Linked DNA regions of Mus musculus: region 1 is linked to region 2. A link is a contact called in public Hi-C data. All regions are on one chromosome and are shown on one strand. The core of a region is the stretch at or near the end of the contact, and the rest is flanking DNA. Distances in the headings are between cores, read along the strand shown. Region 1 has its middle 49 kb from the start of Pinc. Region 2 has its middle 57 kb from the start of 1700027A15Rik.

Region 1 (2,700 bases), core at 53-2,552, 380 kb before region 2:
AGGGTAGGGTAGGGTAGTGTGGGATAGGGTATGGTAGGTTTAGGTAGGCTAGGGTAGGGTAGAGTAAGACAGAATAGGATAGGATAAGACTGTCTTCCAATGGACTCATCAGAGACAGGGAAGGTCATGACAACCTCTAAACACATACAGCCTCCAGGACTCTGGGAAAGAAAAAGGAGACCTGGATTCTAAGTGTGGTGAATTCCTGTTAAACTGAACATTTTCTGGTGTTCAGAAAACAGATACAGTTTATCTCAGGTCAGGCAACTTGTTGGTAGGAATTCCTAACCGCATTCTCTCTCTCTGTCTGCCAGTGGCTATTGGGTATGCCATGTTCAGGCCCAGAGGCTGCGGTTTTTAGGCTCCTGGCAATCAGCCTACTTCTTTGCCTGACAGGCCATAACAACCTGATTCCTGCTGAGTGCACAGACTCTGCAAAGCTATACATTCCTTCCTGGCCAAGCCTTGCTTCCCTTTCCTAAGGTAGGGGACGGGGAAACTAAAGCACAGATGATAAATAGTTTCAATTTGGAACCCAGGTTAATGGTCATAGATTTTAGAGGGGACTTTATAATTATCCTATAAATACTCCCCAAACCATCTGAGATGCTTCTTCCAGGTCTGTTCTGTCAACAAGGAAATCTAGGGCATGGTGCTCGCTAGGAAGTTGGGGGGAGGTGTCTCAGGGCCAGGGAGGTAGACTCCAAGGAGATGTGTGAATCTGAGCCTTGGAGAAAACATTCAGCAAGAAGAAGCCATTGCATTGTCTGGCAAGGGAAAGATGATCTATAAATAATACTTAATTACTTCTTGATCAGCCCTGAGTTTTGTGTTTCTGTGCTTTAACTTTCTCTCATGGTTATATATTCTCCACCCAAAATGGCTTTCAGTCCATACACCTGGGACTGTGGGGTAGGTCTGTGAAGGGGAGATGGCGCCAGTGCAGTTGTTTAGGCAGGGCTGGACAAGGTCAGCTGTGATTTTTGAGAGTTCAGGTCATGGCCCTCCAACAGGCAGGGAACAGTCACATCTTCCAGGACTACCAGCCAAAGGCACGCTCTTCTGAAATTCACCAAACTGAAGATAAACACAGAGCCGGTAATAGCTTTTGCTCCTGCTCTCGTTTATTACATATTCCACACTTGAGATTCCTGTGTTCCAGTCCTGATTCTTCTGGATCTTTCAGGACAAACATTGAAGTAGTTGGTGTGTGTGTCAGGGGTTAATTACCATCTTTCATCTGCTCTTTCCATCCTTTCTGAGTGACTCACTTGCACTGCGTGGTTAATGTTAATCAGGACACTGTGACAGCAGAAGACATCTACTGCAAGGCACGATGGTGCCAAAGACTGGCAAGGCAAAGCAGTTCCTTCTTCTGGGCTGGGGGGTGGGGGTGGGGGAATTTGGTTGTTTTAAAAATAGCATTTTGAAAAAGGAGAGCTGCCCTCATTTGTGGGGTCACACAGCAGGGCAGAGGTTGTGTAACGCCTGCTCTACTCACTGAGTGTGAGCAGGCACCTTTAATAGCTTTAGCTGGAAGGCGATACAAGCCAGTAGGCTCCAAAGATCAGCCCCACCTTCTCCCAGGGACATTGAGGATAAATAGTTCCTCATGACTACACTGAGGGTTTTGTCCACAGCACTCAGAGCTTCCTCACATGCATCCTGAGCAATTACCATTCTATTCCGACAGGTGCACTTACTCATCTCTCATCCCTGGTTTTGTTTTCCTCTGTCAGGATAACACTTTCCAACAAGCCCCAGGCTACACCTGCTGCCCTATAAAAGGCTGTGCCCATTGTAGGGGTGTTCCATAAGTGTTGGGATGACTAGAAGGAACTGCCTTGTCAAGTTGTGACTTTGGTCTTATCTTTTTATTTAAAATTAATTGATCAAGTTCTCACTAACTGATGGTATAGAATTATTCTCTTGAGGCCCTAGAGTTCAAGAGATCCTGTCCACAGTACACAGTCCCACCTTCAAATTGCAAGTCTGAGAGGGAACTTAATGTCTTGCTTGCCTGACTGAGTCAGTATTGGCTCCAGGCCCTTTCATGTGTTCCCTTGTTAAAAACTGACTTTATGCAGATTGATAGATGCCCACTACTGTGGTCATGCCTTTGCTGATCTGGACATAAGCATAGGTTTCCAGGGATATATGGATACCAGGATACTAGACATAATGAATCATGATACAAGAAATAGCTGTTAGAGGTGGTAGGGGGTGATGGTTAAAGGCACTTTCTGGTCTTTCATATGAATTTCCTCCTTGCAGACTTGTTGACATCATCTGGTTCCTAAATCCTACTCTTATAACAAGGGTTCAAATCACAGCCTGGTCTTTGGTCCCATTTCTCCTCTCTACATATTACCCTTGGGGCCATCAGCTTCTTTACATCCAAGGAAGTCACTCCATTTATTTGCCTTATTATCTGCTCCCCAGTGCCCAGCTGCCATCTTCCCCAGTTCATGAAGCTGGCCTCATTTTGTTCTGTATCCTGAATCATTGTGTACAGTACTTTACACAGACAAAGAAGAAACTACCTGTGGCTGAACTGTGTCCACCAGCCCTTGAGTGGAATGTAGTCATTTTTTTTGAAGAACAGCAGTGACAACAGAGAACAAGCTCCCTCCCATTCACCTGCCCTGTGTGTTTCACTTTAGAGCCACCAAGCTCTTATTGACGCATTCTTTGTCCTCC
Region 2 (2,700 bases), core at 152-2,651:
CAAAAAGTTAGCCAATTTAAGAGTCGTAGACACAGGCTTTTGAGCCTTCCTCCACTGACAAAAGATCACAAGGCTTGCAGTGTTACAGAGTTAGAAACTAGACTTTCTAGCCAGCAAGCCCCAGAGTCCTTCCTATTCCAGTTATGGGTTCAGAGGATCCAAACTCAGATCTTCATGAATGTATGGTAAATGTCTTATTATACACACATCTCCCAGATCTTATACCTGGTTCTCACCACACACTTCAACTGGATTTGAACAGAATAGTAGATTCCTCTTTTACAGCACTATGAACCTAGGTGAGTTACTTAACTTTTTTTTAGTTTCTGAGCTAAACTTTAACTTCTCCATGCCTCAGTTTTCTTCTTTATAAAATGGGTATAACTATAATACTTTTATCACAGAATTGCTAGAATTATCTAATGAGTTGGTACATACAAAGCTTTTCAAGTAAGACCCAGTATACATGTAATGTTCTCATAGTTGCTGCTAGCTTAAACAAGATACACTTCCAGGGATGGGTCCCTTCTGGCTTGTACCTCAGTAGGATTCCATTTTTCTGCCCTGTGTCTGGGTGCCGGACAGTCTTCAGAGTCTGGAATCCTGTCTCTAGAGGTACAGATCAAGGAAGGCATATTGGCATGGGAGGCAAAGTGGCCAGAAGCCCAGGCAGGAGCCAGCACAGTGGAGGCTGGTAGTCTTGAACTCTTCACAGAGCAGGAAAGGTCTCCAGATTCACAGCATAAAGAGGCATCAACTAACACTGTGCTTCGGTGGTATAAATGTTACCCAGAATGCATAAGGCCCTGACTTCCATCCCCAGGGTACCTTAATTAATTAGTTAACTAATTAATCAACCAATCAATGCAATTTAAAAGATCCTAACAGATTTTGGAAATAAAGCTTTGGCTGGAAAGGACCTTACCGTCCACAATAGCTGATCGCAGTTGAGGGGTAGATCCAGCTCCCACTCTTTAGAATCTACGCTGACCTTAGAGACTTGGCCCAGGGAATATGGCAAAAGTAAAATCAAGGGCCTTTGGAAGTCAAGTCTTCAAAGCCTCTTTGGGGACTCTGCAATACTTTTTACATGGCAGCCCAAGGGCATAACAGAGTGCATCCAAAACCCAATAGGGGCCTAGATCCAATGTCATTATAAGAGAAAGGGGAGAGAGGTTTGATACAGAGAAGAAAAAAGAAATAAGAAAGGAAACTATGTAATGTCGAAAACAGAGGTGGGATTGCTACATGCCAGAGCTTGTTTCAGATTGTCAGAGACTCTGAGCATTTGGAAAAGGCAAGAAAGGAGTCTCCCCTTTTCTGCTTCCTTGACTTGCTCTCCTGTAAAGTCACAACTGTCTGGTCTTCCCCATCTCTGCCTTATCTACACCTTGCCATACATCCCTTATCTCTTGCCCCCAGATGTTCTACTCTGTCCATCCATTTCACATCTCATGCTCACGCATGGTCTCATGAAGGATGTGGTCTGTGTTTCCCCCTCTCCCTTCCCCATCTTCCCCGACCACCTGTTCCATCAGCACCAAATATTATTTATTACCAATCTAACCAACTTCATTTAGGGGACAAACTCCAGCCCTCACCCTCTTCCTGCCTCTTCAATCTGAGGTGGAGACATCTGGAAACAAGTTTAATAAAGTGGCTGACAGGCAGCTAGGTCCTGGAGCTTCTCAGGCAGGCCCCTGGGAGCCATTCCACAGAGGAAGCCGGAAGAAATGGGGCTAATGGACTGCTGGTCTCAAGGAGAATCCATTTGGCTGTTCCAGGATGGACAAGGGCTGCCTCCCCTCTACAACTCACAGGAGGAAGCTGCACCTGCAGAGAGGAAGGGAGAGTGAGTGGCTCCCGACCAAAGGTCCTCTACTCCCTTCCTGCTGAGCCCTCGACTCTTGAGGGAAATACTAAAACTCTCTAAGTCTCTGTCACTCAAAGATGGATTGGACCACATGGATTCGCAGACTGCTCTCTAATAGTCTAGAATCCTGGGATTGACCAAAGTCACCTGGTCAGAGACAGACAAAAAGAAAAGGCCAGCTAGCACCTGTCGAATCACCCATTGACAGGAACCCTGAGTTTTGAGTATTGTCTTGGGACATCAAGATAAATAAAGGAACTCACAGGTTAGAAGGAAAGCTATAGCATGTGTGCAAATCATTGCAAAGTCTTTCGTTGGAGCACTGAGCTATACGATTTTTTCCAGTAAAAAGCCAGTGAGTTTGTAGCCCAGCGGGACTAAGCTTCCATTTGAGGAAAAACAAGAGCTGAGCAAGGCCAGGTGCAATGATTGCCCCAAGCTCTGGGTGGTAGTCTGCCTACTCTGACTCCCACAGGAACTGAGGTACAGTCCCAACAAAGTAGGGGAAGAGTCAAAGGAAGCTTTCCTGAGGAAGAACTTGAATGGCATCCTGAATGGAAAGAAGAGGGTGTGGATTGTGTGGGCTTGATGAAAAGTAAAAACAAACAAACAAAAACCAGGACTCCTTGTTCAGATGTTTCAAGACACAGAAGATGAAACCAAACCTAAGACCCTTCCCAGCACTGCAGGGGTCCCATGCGTGAAACAACCTCACACTAGGGCACCCCTTGGGTACTTCATGGCATGAGTTCTTTGTCAGTATACTGCCTACACGGGCATCTGCCTATATAAGCTATGTGATTTATATCAGTACATTTCATGCTATC

What was found. A called contact is a pair of places that touch in the nucleus more often than the background predicts.
Region 1: a Hi-C map of the N1E-115 cell line shows a contact between it and region 2, with 5 times the contacts expected there. The contact joins two enhancer-like sites. A contact is called at or near these places in 2 of 484 Hi-C or Micro-C datasets (the N1E-115 cell line and uterus).

Annotation. Positions count from the first base shown.
Region 1 is chr1:73,455,418-73,458,117 of GRCm38.p6, reverse strand. No RefSeq gene overlaps it. Among named protein-coding and RNA genes, the nearest start is that of Pinc, 49 kb to the right of the region's middle. Within about 2 kb of position 1,302, at least 9 of the 459 cell types and tissues checked have an H3K27ac peak or open chromatin away from gene starts, as enhancers often do. A contact at or near this core is called in the N1E-115 cell line, where this site is marked.
Region 2 is chr1:73,071,467-73,074,166 of GRCm38.p6, reverse strand. No RefSeq gene overlaps it. Among named protein-coding and RNA genes, the nearest start is that of 1700027A15Rik, 57 kb to the right of the region's middle. Within about 2 kb of position 1,401, at least 7 of the 459 cell types and tissues checked have an H3K27ac peak or open chromatin away from gene starts, as enhancers often do. A contact at or near this core is called in the N1E-115 cell line, where this site is marked.